2 separate regions of the Sus scrofa genome follow, and region 2 is linked to region 1. Evidence: chromatin contacts called from public HiChIP or PLAC-seq data. All regions are on one chromosome and are shown on one strand. Each heading gives the region's core, a stretch centred on a gene start, on an enhancer-like site or on the middle of the called end of the contact. The rest is flanking DNA. Distances are from core to core; before and after follow the strand shown.

The links. HiChIP or PLAC-seq counts read pairs in DNA pulled down with a chosen protein or histone mark.
Region 2: a contact with region 1 is called in an H3K27ac HiChIP or PLAC-seq map of skeletal muscle. The contact joins the enhancer-like site here to the promoter of IGHMBP2 in region 1. A contact is called at or near these places in 8 of 47 Hi-C or Micro-C datasets (embryonic fibroblasts, liver, mesenteric adipose tissue and 2 more) and 1 of 2 datasets of contacts at active chromatin or transcription factors (skeletal muscle).

What each region holds. Positions count from the first base shown.
Region 1 is chr2:4,192,046-4,198,588 of Sscrofa11.1, reverse strand. It overlaps IGHMBP2 (DNA-binding protein SMUBP-2), which reads left to right and starts at 3,890. Exons shown (of 19, transcript XM_021082692.1): 1 at 3,890-4,209; 2 at 5,881-6,050. The coding sequence starts at 3,905.
Region 2 is chr2:4,234,068-4,240,610 of Sscrofa11.1, reverse strand. No RefSeq gene overlaps it. Among named protein-coding and RNA genes, the nearest start is that of CPT1A, 13 kb to the left of the region's middle. Within about 2 kb of position 3,515, at least 71 of the 83 cell types and tissues checked have an H3K27ac peak or open chromatin away from gene starts, as enhancers often do. A contact at or near this core is called in embryonic fibroblasts, liver, mesenteric adipose tissue and 2 more, where this site is marked.

The DNA.
Region 1 (6,543 bases), core at 2,641-5,140:
TTTGACGCTTGAGGTTATGTCTGTATTTCTGTAGGTCAAGGGTCTGAGAAAAATGCTGTCAAAAAGTTAAAAGAGGAGTTCCCATCGTGGCTCTGCAGAAACAAATCTGACTAGTATCCATGAGGATGTGGGTTCGATCCCTGGCCTTGCTCAGTGGGTTAAGGATCTGGTGGTGCCATGAGCTGTGGTGTAGGTCGCAGACGCGGCTCAGATCTGGCGTGGCTGTGGCTGTGGCTGTGGTGTCGGCCGGCAGCTGCAGCTCCAATGCGACCCCCAGCCTGGGAACCTCCACATGCTGCAGGTGCGGCATTAACCAAACAGACAATTAAACAAAAAATTGTAAATATTCTTGAAAATTCAAAAGTTAAAGTTCTGGCATAAAGAAGAGAGGAAGGAAGAGCCCGCGAAGGCCACATCTGACATTACCCGCGAAGAGACGACGTGTGCTGCGAACTGAGCCTCCGAGGAGCAGACCACGGGGGAGCTGAGGGAACAAGAGAAACACACATGGTCACCAACACGAAGCGTGGCCGGCCCTTCACCGCGCGGCTGCCCGGCGCCGCCGGGACCGGCTCCTGATGTAAACCCCACCTCGACATGTGTCCACAGAAGCCTCTAGGCGACACAGCAGAGAGCATCACTTCCAGGGACTGGTTATTACTGGGAGCGTCAGGATGCGGTCACCACAGCACCTGAAGGGGCCCAGGGATGGAGTTCCCGTCGTGGCGCAGCGGAAGCGAATCTGACCAGCACCCGAGAGGACACAGGTTCGATCCCTGGCCTCACTCAGTGGGTTAAGGAAGGATCCGGCATTGCCATGAGCTGTGTGTAGGTCACAGATGCAGCTCAGATCCTGTGTGGCTATGGTGCAGGCCAGCGGCTACAGCTCCGATTCGACCCCTAGCCTGGGAACCTCCATGTGCCACAGGTGCGGCCCTGATAAGGCAAAAGAAATAAATAAATAGGCCTAAAATGGAACCACCTACCCGCTAACGCATTCCGTGACCAGGTGCCCACTAAGCTCAGACCCTGTTTGGTGCCTCTGGGGTGGCCCTGATGAGCCCACCTCCTGGTAGCCTCACCACCCCCCCATGGAGCTGGTTTCTGTGACCAAGAGCATGTGGCAGAAGTGACGGCTGGCTCTTCAAGGAGAGTTTTAGAAGAGTGCCACTGCGTCCTGGGCGCCCTCTCTTCTCTGCTGCAGGGCCGCCAGGCTGTGAGGAGCCCTTGGAGAGGCCCACCGGGCGGGGAAGGGAGGCCTCCTGCCAAAAGCCCAGGGAGGGAACTTGGACACCGATTCGGCAGCCCCTGCTGACAGCCCGACTTGGATCTAATGAGAGATCTGCAGCCAGAACCACCCGGCTGAGTGGCCCCTGCACCCTGACCGGAAGAGAAGGTGTGATCAGTACACGGTAGTTATCTTAAGCCGCCAGGTTTGGGGGTAATTTGATGCACAGCAGTAGATAACTAAAACCCCAAGGCACCCACAGTACGCTGAGAAAGGCTCAGAAATAAAATGCAGAGTACTTAGGGGCAAAAAGTAGAGGCCAGATTTCTTAGTGACTATTGTTGCTGTTTTTTTTTTTTTTTTTTTGGTCTTTTTGCCTTTTCTAGGGCTGCTCCCTCGGCATATGGAGATTCCCAGGCTAGGGGTCCAATCGGAGCTGTAGCCACGGGCCTACACCAGAGCCACAGCAACGGGATCCGAGCCGCGTCGGCAACCTACACCACAGCTCATGGCAACGCCAGATCCTTAACCCACTGAGCAAGGCCAGGGATCGAACCCACAACCTCATGGTTCCTAGTCGGATTCGTTAACCACTGAGCCACGACGGGAACTCCTGTTGTTTTTTTTTCAATTGAGCTATAATTTAGATACCACAAGAGTTATTGTTATTATTATTTTTTTTTTTTGGCTTTTTAGGGCCACACCCTAGGCATATGGAAGTTCCCAGGCCAGGGGTCCAAGAGGAGCTGCAACCACTGGCCTACACCACGGCCACAGCAACGCCAGATCTGAGCTGCATCTGTGACCTACACCAAAGCTCAAGGCGGGATTCCTAACCCACTAACGAGGCCAGGGATCGAACCTGCCTCCTCATGGATACTAGTTGGGTTTGTCTCCACTGAGCCAGAATCCAACATTCACCTTTCAAAGCTGGCTCATCAGCAGCTGTTCCCAACTCCTGGCCCCTGGGGCTGCTTTCTCCTCCTGCCCTAACCTGGCGTGTCTGCCTGCGGTTTAGGCCTCGGACCTCACCTCTTCTCATGGCCATTCCTCTGGTGACTGCATCTAGTCAATTACCGCCGATATGCTGGTGACTCTCAAGTCATACCTGCTGCCCGGACTTGGAGGGACAAGTGCCACGTCCAGTTGGTGCCACAAAACGTAACAAAGGCTCCTGATCCCACCCCCATGCCCACACGCTCCCCACCTCACATAATGGCCACGCATCCTTCTGGTTGCTCAGGCCCCAAATCTCAGGCACTTATGGCCCTTCTCTCTCACACCCTTCAGCCAACCCATCAGCAAATGCTTGCCTCTCCTCAACAGATCCAAGCCACCACCACCTCTCACCTGGACCGTGACTAACACCCTTCTCCACACAGGAGCTAGAGCAATCCTGTTACGGCTGAGGCCAGATCGTGCCACTATTCAGCGAAACTCTCCAAGAGCGTCCTGTTTCATTCAGAGAAAAAGCCAAAGTCCTTGCGGTGACTGTGGGGCGGGGGCAGTGCGATCCCCTCTGTCTCTCTCAGCCCCTCTGGTTCACACCACACCTGCCGCTCTGGCTCCTCCCGGAACATGCGAGGCACAAGGGGCTCTGCCTTGACTGCTCTTCCCCTGGACGCCCCCACCCTGGGTATCCCCCAGACTAATTCCCTATTTCTTTTGGGTCTCCATTCAAACACCATCTCAGTAGAGAGGACTTCCCCAATCATCCTATTTAAAATTGAATCTTGGAGTTCCCATCGTGACTCAGTGGAAACGAATCCGACTAGGAACCATGAGGTTGCGGTTCCACCCCTGGCCTCACTCAGAGGGTTAAGGATCCGGTGTTGCCATGAGCTGCGGTGTAGGTCGCAGATACTGCTTGGATCAGAGGTTGCTGTGGCTGTGGTGTAGGCCGGCAGCTGCAGCTCGGATTCAACCCCTAGCCTGGGAACCTCCATGTGCCGCAGGTACGGCCCTAAAAAGAACAAAATAAAACAAGACAAAGACATAACAACAACATCCTATCACATCTAAAAATGGGAACAATTATTTATCAAATAGACACATAGATCCGATAAAAAATATACCTAATCACTCCCTTACATAAATAGACACTCCAACCATTTCCGCAGTGGCTGCGGCAGAGGTCTATAGCGTTTCTCATGAACATTATCTTTTTGAGCTTCATGACAACCCACCGCCTAAAACTCAGCTGTTGCTTGTGCTGAATTGGTTACCATTAGGCAAGAGCTTGTATCGCCTTTTTCCAGATGAGGACAGAGGTTCAGAGTGGTTCACAGCCTGGGGGTAATGGTTACAGCACAGGCTTCGGACCCGGACCGAGCTTTCTGGTTCCGGCCTGCCACCCCCTTGCTGTGTGACCCTGGGTAAGTTACCTGACCACTCTGAGCTCAATTTGCTCCCCTCAACAAAACAGAGCCTGTATGGAAATGGGACAGTTATCGTCAGTATTTAAGCTACTAACTAAAGGAACCAGGATCTGAACCCAGATGTCCCCGACTCCAAAGCCCGCCTATGGTCACTGCATCAAAAAAAGCAATCAACACAGAAGCATCGGGTCGGACACAGACACACGTGAGGAGGGACGGCGGGGCGCCGGGCTCGTCCCGCCTCTTCCCGCCACCTCCCGCCATCCTGTAACCCTAGTCTCACCTGTCCCGGGCCTGGATGTCCTCAGAACGCTGCGGCTGTAAGCAGACACCAGCCGTCCGAAGGTGCCCTGCAGGACGGAGGCCGCCACGGCCGCCGCCATCTTTCTGCAGCCTCGGCCGAGAGCGGAAGCGGAAGCGGCTCGAACCTGGTGCGTCGACGCACCGGGCCCGACCGGAAGCACCGCCCCGCGCAACAGCTGTACCTCGTCGGCTTCGGCCCGGGCCGGGCGGCGCCATGGCCTCGGCGGCGGTGGAGAGCTTCGTGATCAAGCAGTTGGACCTGCTGGAGCTCGAGAGGAGCGCGGAGGTCGAGGAGCGCAGGTACAGCCGCGGCCTGGGCTTCTCGGAGTCGGTCCGTAGGTTCCCCCATCCCCGCCTCGCTCCGACCCCGGGCTGAGCCTCCGGAGGCTCGGCCTGGCCGGGATTTGCTCTCTGGATCCCTGGAACCCCGACCGCGGCTGCGAAGGGGCTCGGCCGCCTCCGGGGTGGAGGCCTCTTCACCTCCCGGGGCAGCCCGTTCCGTCTGGGGGACCCTTAGGAAGCGTTTGTTCTCCACCTGACACCCTCACTGAACTTTGCCTCGGAGGCCCGGCCTCTCTCCCCACTTTCTTCCCCAGCGTGTTCTCAGCCCTCGTCCTTAATTGTCTTCTCTGTAAACGCTGGCGCCTGTTCTGTGCCAGGCCCAGAGCGAGATGGAGACGTTGGTATGGTCACCTGGAGCCGGGGGATGAGCGGAAGGCGCAGATGGGAGCGTAAACAGTTCCCTTCCAGCGTGACGCATGCTGGCGCTGTGCGTGCAGGGGACGGGCGCATCGAGAGCGGGAGGAAGAACAGCTGCCCCTGGGGAGCTTTAGTTCGGGGTCGGCTTCCTGGAGGAGGTGGTCTCTGAGCATGGCCTGCAGAAAAATAGGGGTTACAGTGGAAGCAGGGGAGGAGATTCCTGCAAGAGATGTGGGGAGAGCCGGCAGCCCTGCAGGCCAGGGAGGGAGCTGTGAGAGAGCTGGGCTTGTTTCTGTAGGACTGGAACTTTACCGAGGGCTGTGAAAGCACCGGACGGACTTGAAACCTCATGTCAACTCCGCGCGGTAGATTCCCGTGATTCCCGTTTTTTGTCGAAGGAGACTGAGACAGAGGGGTTGAGTCATTTGCCCAGGGGAACACAGGAAGAGACAGGATTTGAGGTTCAGGCAGGCTGATTCCAGATTTCGAACTCAACCCTTGCACCGCACGAGTGGACAGGGTTCCTTTTAGAGCTTTTTGGTCTTGAGGGTGAGGAGTGTTTGCAGTCCTGTCGGCCTCAGAAGGATCTCGGCTCCATCGGTTTGGGCTGAGTGACTTTGCAGCTTTCGGTGTCTCATGCACAAAATGAGGTGGTCCTCACAGCAGAGCAGAAGAGTGAGGTGGGAGTTCCGGGCCCTGAAAGTCAAGTGCTCAGGACAGTCACGAGTGCAGAGTAAGTGCCGCGGGAAGATGGACGGGCTCAGATGGCGAAGCGTCTTGCGGAGAAGCTCCTGTTCTGTTCTTGTGCGGAGGATGGGCCTCCGGGCCCTTAAGCAGGTCAGGGAGGTAAAGAGATTTGCATTTTCGGAGGCTCCCTTGGATGGTACCCACTGGTGACCGGCTGGGGAGAACTGAGAGGTAAGACAGTTAGGCTCAGTTTAGTCCAGATGGTCAGCGAGGTAGGCTTGCACCAGGGCTGTGGCGGTGATGGTGGGAGACAGAGGAGGATTCAGGATACAAACCAGAGGCCTGGTCGGACTCAGGGACACACAGGACCTGGGATTTGGGGAGTGAGAGGAGAGGCGGTGAGCAAGGTTCTGTCTGGGGACACTGGGAGAAGGGCTATAGGAGGAGCAGGTGTGAGAGGGGGTGGGTTTGGCGTCTTCCTGGTCATATTTGGTGCCCATGCACAGACCACCCTCTGTTCCTTCTGCACGGTTGGAAGTAAAATAACGTATAAATACTGATGTTTCAGCATCGGGTGTCTCCTAGGTCCTGGCAGGAAAACGTCTCTCTGAAAGAACTCCAGAGCCGAGGCGTCTGTTTGCTGAAGCTGCAGGTCTCCAGCCAGCGGACCGGGCTCTACGGGCGGCTGCTGGTCACCTTCGAGCCCAGGAGGTGCGCGTCGGCAGCTGTGCTTCCCAGTAACAGCTTTACGTCAGGTCTGTGCGCTTTCAACCTAGGTGTTCACTGACTGCTGCTGTCTTCAGATGCGAGTTGTAAGGCCTGTGTCACATGTGACCAGGTGGCGGATAAAGCCTTGCATTCGTTGGAGGGCTCCTGCCTAGAAATTCAGCAGTTAAGAGGCTTTTTGTTGTCTAGACCAGCGCTGTTCAGACTGGCAGCCACCAGCCACATGGGGTTATTGGACGCTTGAAATATGGCTCAATGTTGCTGCACGTGTCAAATACACCCCAGACTTTGAAGATTCTGTTCAAAAAACTTAGAATGTCAAGAGTAATTTCTTTGACTGCTGTCTTAAAATGATATTTTCATATATTGGCCTAAGTGGAATATTGCTGAAATCACTTCGCCCATTGCTTTTCTGTTCTGACTGTGCTGCTGGCTTACATGTGAAATGTCAAATCACACGTGCCTAACGTGCTCCTCTTGAACAAGCCTGGTCCGATGGGTCGGTGTGTGTAGGCGTGTGTT
Region 2 (6,543 bases), core at 2,266-4,765, 42 kb before region 1:
TGGCACCCTCCAAACCACTCTCGCATCTGGCCTCTTACTGGGTCCTCATAAAACCCCAGTGAGACAGAAAGACAGGTGTCAGAAGCACCCTCCACAGAGGAGGAAATGGAAACCCAGAAACACACACGGCTGATTCCGTGTCACATCCAGCGGGGGTGGGGGTAGGGGTGGGGGAGGTGCCAACCGCCAGGCCCTCTGCCTGCACAGTGGCCTGGGAAGCAGCCAGTTAAAGGGAGGGGGCATAAGCTTTGGAGAACCCAGATACTGGTTCAAATGCCAGCTCGGCCTCTTAGATGTGATACACACACGTGTGTGCTGTCATCACCATCTGTGCGATGTTTCCTGGCACATAAAGTATGCACGTTAGGGAATTCCCATGGTGGCACAGCGGAAACAAATCCGACGAGTATCCATGAGGATGCGGGTTCCATCCCTGGCCTCGCTCAGTGGATCGGGGATCTGGCCTTGCTGTGGCTGCGGTGTAGGTCGGCAGCTGCAGCTCCGATTGGACCCCTCGCCCAGGAACTTCCATGTGCCTCGGGTGTGGCCCTCGAGAGACAAGGGAAAAAAAAAAAAGAAGCAGCACGTTACCCATGCGTCACATCAACTGAAGGAGAGCAAGCGTCAGGCTTGATCCCACATCAGATCTCCGAAGCAGGAACAGGCTCTTTGCACCTTCCTAACTGCAGCCACAAGCTGCCAGCCTCCTCCAGGAACGTGGGTTTCCTTGAGATGTCCTCGTGTCACTCCCCCTTCCCCGAAGTGTTCGGAGTCCTTGACATTTAACTGTCAGCATCATCACTGTACCGCCCTCTGCACAACAGCGTGTGCTCGTGAAAACAGCAAGAAACCAAAACTTCCTGAATTAACCTGACACTTGGGAAAATCGGTGACACGTACAATTTTATAAATGAAGAATTATTTCACAAAACGCAAAGTCTGAGTCACAGTATGTGGCAACTTCTTGGTTATTTTGATGTAAGGATCTTTTTTTTTTTTTGACCACACCTTCAGCATGCCAAAGTTCCTGGGCCAATGATCAAACCCACGCCACAGCATTAACCAGACCCACAGCAGTGACAATGCCAGATCCTTAACCAGCTGAGCCACCAGGGAACTCCAAGGCAAGGTTTATTTTCTGCCTGCCTTTTTTTTTTTTTGGCTTTTTAGGGCCACACCTGCAGCATACAGAAGTACCCAGGCTACGGCTTAAATCACCGGCGCTGTAGCCATCAGCCTACACCACAGCTCATGGTAACACCGGATCCTAGACACACTGAGCAGGGCCAGGGATGGAGCCCGTGTCCTCATGGTTGGTTACTAGTCAGGTTTGTTACGGCTGAGCCACAATGAGAACTTATGTTTGCTTTTAATACAAGCGTGTATTGCTTTTTAAATGGGGGTTAGTTCTAAAGAAAGGCAATTAACCCCTTAGGAACTCAACAGCCCATCCCCAAGGAACTCATTCCACATTAGGGTATCACGACACAACACGCGGAATTCTGTGTGTGTGCTGGGGGTCAAGAGACGTGAGACCCAGAGGCAGCCAGTCTAACCGGTGGGAGGAGGGGGTCCCTGACCCCTCAACGGGCTGGTGGGTCTCAAGTCCAGGAGGCCCTGAGCACAGTAACAAGGTGGCAGACAATGGCTTCACCTGCCCGTCGCTTTCTTCCCACGACAACTTCCCCTCCCCGGAAGGACCCTCACCACACGGGGAGGCTGCCGCCATTCAGGGCAGAAAGGGGCTCAAGCATTCAACAAGTGTCTGAAGGCCTGCTCCAGCTCACAACACCCAGGAGAAAAGCAAGTTCAAGAGCCATTTAGGGGAGTTCCTGTCACGGCTCAGTGGTTAAGGAATCCGACTAGGAACCATGAGGTTGCGGGTTCGATCCCTGGCCTTGCTCAATGGGTGAAGGATCCAGGTTGCCATGAGCTGTGGTGAAGGTTGCAGACGCGGCTCGGATCTGGCATTGCTGTGGCTGTGGTGCAGGCTGGCAGCTGTAGCTCCGATTGGACCCCTAGCCTGGGAACCTCCATACGCCGAGGGAGCAGCCCTAGAAAAGACAAAAAAAAAAAAAAAAAAGCCATTTAGGAAACAGAAGTCATAGGGGGATAGTAGCAGCTTGGAGAGAATCCAGGAAGACCCTCAGGTTCCTGGGATGGGGGGGGGGGCAAGGCATGGAAGATTTCTTTCCTTTCTATCTAGAGAACTCGGTGTCCCACAATCAGCGACAGCCCTTTGCGAGCTGAGCAGCGACGGCTCTATTCTCCAACCCTCGGGGGTGGCCATCACCCTACTGTACCCCGGAGAGGCACGGCTCACTCAGCAGCACAACTGCTTTCAATTATTAACTTCCCCAAACATTCCTGGACATGAGACCAGCCCACACATAACAAAAAGGAAAGGTCATTCTCAGAACTGAGGTTCCCAGCCACCTCACCCCAAAAGGTCAGTCTGGCCTTGGCCCAGGGCCTGCTGGGAATGCAGCGTGAACAAGACGTCAACCTCCTAATATTTGCTTGGGGTAAGAGGTAAAGGCCACAAAAGGTAACAGAACATCAGGAATCAAGCAGAAAATATTCCTGACTTGGGTCAAGTAGCAGGTTTCTAGAAAAAAAAAAAAAAAATTCCCTGTACAACCCAGACTATTCTGCCTCCTCAAAGAAACTTAATAGCGGAGACTTCTGGAAAGGGCTTGGAGGGAGGTGGCCAGCTCTGCCCTGGAGTCCTGTTTCCCCGTGTGCTAGTAGTAGTACTTGTTTTCAAAACAGAAGAGTCCTTGCAGGAAAAGCTTCAGACCGGCTCAAGCCATTCAAAGAAAGTAGAAGCTTCGAGAAAGGCTCTCTGAGACGCACTTGAAATATCTCCAGCTTGAACAATTTTATTCTTAAAAGCAGCAGTCTTTCTGAGGTCCCGTCGTGCCTCATCGGAAACGAATCTGACCAGCAGCTATGAGGACACAGGTTGGATCCCCGGCCTCGATCAGCGGGTTAAGGATCCGGCATTGCCATGAGCTGTGGTGTAGGTCAGACACACACACCTCGGATCTGGCCTTGCTGTGGATGTGGTGTAGGCCGGCGGCTACAGCTCCGATTGCACACTCTAGCCTGGGAACCTCCATATACTGCGGGTGCGGCCCTAAAAAGACCAAAAAAAAAAAAAAAAAAAAAAAAAAAGCAGCAATCTTTCCGGAATTCAAAGTGCAGGCTCCACCAGCAAGAGAACTGTCTGGTCTGCCAATAATAACCATGCACAGTGACTAAACATTTTTTCCAACAAAGGGAAAAATGCACCGGATCAAAGTGCAGAACCAGCCCGGGGCCGAGCGGGCGCGCGTTTCCGCCTCCCACCTTCCCACCGCCTTTAGACCTCAGGCTGTGCCTTTAATAGCTCGCCTGGAACGCGTCCGCACCGGCAGCGCCAGCAACTGCGGTCGGCGCGCCCCTCCCCTCCCCCGCGGGCGTCACGTGACGGCTGAGAAAAGTAGGGGAAAGGTTACCGAGAGCCCCGCCCCCGGCTTGGCGCGTCCCGGGCGCTCAGATCCTGTTTCCCCGGCCAAGCCCAGAGAGACCTTCCGGAGCGAGCTGGCGCGCCTCGCCAGCGCTGCCACCCCGGCGGCAGCGGGCGAAATGCAGCGCCTCTCGGTGGGAAGGCCGGGCCCTGCGTGGTCAACCTTGGGGACAGTTGAGCTTAGTGCACCCGACGCCGACCCCCACCCAAAACGGCGCATTGCGCCCCGCGAGCCCAGAGCGCCTCCGGAAGGGGCTCGCTGCGAAACCCAAGGGAAAATTAACGGTGTTTCCATGAATGGGCGCGCGCAGCCAGGTTTGCGTAAGCCCAGGCCTTCGCCCCAGGACTCCCCGGAGACCCAGGCATGACCGCTCGGTGACCACTGGGCTGGGGCCGGGGCCAAGGGCGGCAGCGACACCAGGTTTATTCCCTTAATTTCTGGGTTTGGCCGCTTGTTTTCAGTACAAACTTGAAAGGTTATGTTGGCCCGTGCATGACGCCAGTTTCTGCCACTCTGATACCAAGTATGTGCACGCCTTCAGATGGCCCTTTTTCTGATGCCAGCAACTGTTCAGTTGGCGTTCAATGTGCAAGATCAGGTCTAGCAACACATCTTTGGATGGGAACCGGTCGTTGACATGTGAAAAGGAGCCCCTGGGCACGGAGAGGCCGAACCACCCCAAACTCTATCCGTGAATGCTGCATTCAGCTACTGTCTGACCCGCCCGTCCCAGATGACTTAGAGCTAAACACTCCCTCCCTGCCACAAGAGGCATTATCCTCAGCATCAATGTCCTCATACTAAGCCACACTCACTACGAGTCACCTTAAATAATTTGGAAAGGAGGGTGATGCTTGCTGGCATAAAAGAAAAAAAAAAAAAGAGACCTAGTTCGGCCATCTTTTATTCATTTGGTTTGTGGTTTAGAAGGACATAAGCATGCTTGAATATGTGGGATGACCAGAAACCGGACGCTTGTGTAAGAAAGTGGTGTCACAAAATAGACACGTTTCAAAAGGTTAAGCTGATTTTCATTTTATTCGGTAACTTACAAAGTTACCAGTTTCCTACCCAAATCTGCCCTTCAATTATTTTGATATCACATGGAGTATAGAGGAACCGAAAGCAGTTGCGAGCTGGGAATATTAAGTTCGTTCTGTACTCAACCTGATTACTCGCGATTTTTAACCCTCGGGAGTTCAAAAAGTAAGGTCATCTTTGTTCCCTTCGTTTCACTGAAGGCCAGGCACCGATTTACATTAGAAAGACGCTGACCCACGGTCTCTCCAAACAAAACGAAAGGAACCGACTGTCGGCTCACACAGGGCGTTAGGATTAGGGGCAGCCCGAGAAGAGGTCTGGTGCCCGGGGTGCACAGCCTCCCTTGACCGCGCCGTCCGGGCTCTCTGGCCAAGTCACGTGATGCCCCCCCCACACACACCCTCCCACCTCCCGCGAGGCAGCTCCCCCGCTCCTCTCGACCTTGGGTAGACCGCGTGCGCCCACCTGCCCTAGACTCCGCGCCGCACGCAGGGGTGGAGGGCATTCGCAAGTGGGAACTCAGGTCCGGCGCCCCCCCTTAGCATCCAGGGAGGAGGGTCGCAGGGCGCGGGGAGTCCCAGGGCCAAGGGCGTGTCCCGACGGCAGCACTGCAGGGGCGGGCGCAGAGAGGGGGTCGGCGACGCTCGGCTGAGTCCTGAGCGTCCCTGCGGCTCCCGCTTGGGACCCGCCTGAGACCCCAGGGCGGCCCTCCCGGATGGGGTGAATGGAGCAGGAACAAGAGAGGATTGGCGGCGCCCAACCAGGTCCAGAGGGCTGAGCATCCCTCCCGTTTGCCGCATCCCTCCGGCTCCCGCACGGTCCCGCACGGACCCCCAGACCCAATCAACCCATTCCTGGGAAGTGCGGGTGAGATGCGAAGGGAAAGGGAGCCGGTGGCCCTAATGTCCCAGGCCGGAGGCGTCCTGCTAAGTCCGAAGGGTTGAGCATCCCTCCCGCAGCGGTGCAGGACATGCCCTCATGCAGACCGACCCCGGAGCGGACCCCCAGATCCAGTCCACTGCAGGGGATGGGGAATCTCGCCCCGCTCCGGTTTCGGGCTCTCTACGAAACCCCTGTCCCTTGGCCGCGTCGCGGCACAGGCGGCGGTCCCTACCCACTCCCTCAGTCCGGGTCCCAGTAGTCCCCATCCGCCCCCCGCCTTGCGCCCCGCCGCAGCCCAAGCGGGGCGCCCGCCCTCCCTCGGCCCGGCCCTACCGAGTCGACGGACGGAGGTGCGGCGGCGGCGGCAGCGGCGGCAGCAGAAGCGGCAGCGGCAGCGGCGGCGACGGCAGCTGCGGACTGAGCGAGCAGCGAGCGGGCGCCTGGGGCGGGAGGGCTGCAGACGAGGCCGAGTGCACCCGACGCCGGCAGCGACCGATTGGCTGATGCGCGCAGCTGCGGAGCCGGCGGGCGGTGACTCCCCGCGCGAGGAGGGCCAGGGGCGGGACCTGGACCGGGCGGGGCGGGGCGTCAGGGGGCGGGGCGTCAGGGGACCTGGCGCGCCCGGGAGCGGGTCTGGTGAGGAAACTGAGGCTTGCCCGGGTGCCCGCCACCTCCGTCTCTGCCAGCGTGGGGCCTAGGGGGAGATTTCTCGCCCTGAGAGCCTCAGTTTCCTCATCTGAAAAATGGGCCAACTCATTAGGGCCATGCCCATAAAAGCGCTTAGCCCAGTGCAGAGCTCCTGCTCGCCCTCCATAGGCACTGCCCCATTTAATCGTCGTGGCACCCCTATAAATAGCTGATCCTAGCCGGGGCAGGAGAAAGAGTCACGAACCTGCTCAGGATCACACAACTAAAAAGATGGATCCGACATTGGGCCCGAGTCTGACTCCAGCGCCCACGCCCCAAATCAGACCTATCCCCGGAGTGACAGCTGATACGATCGGGACAGTGCGGCTCGCAGGGCCAACACGGAATGCAGATTCCTGTGAGCTTCCTGAGCTTCCTCCTCGTATACCTGGGTAAAAATTCCTCCCTTTCGGGGCTTTGG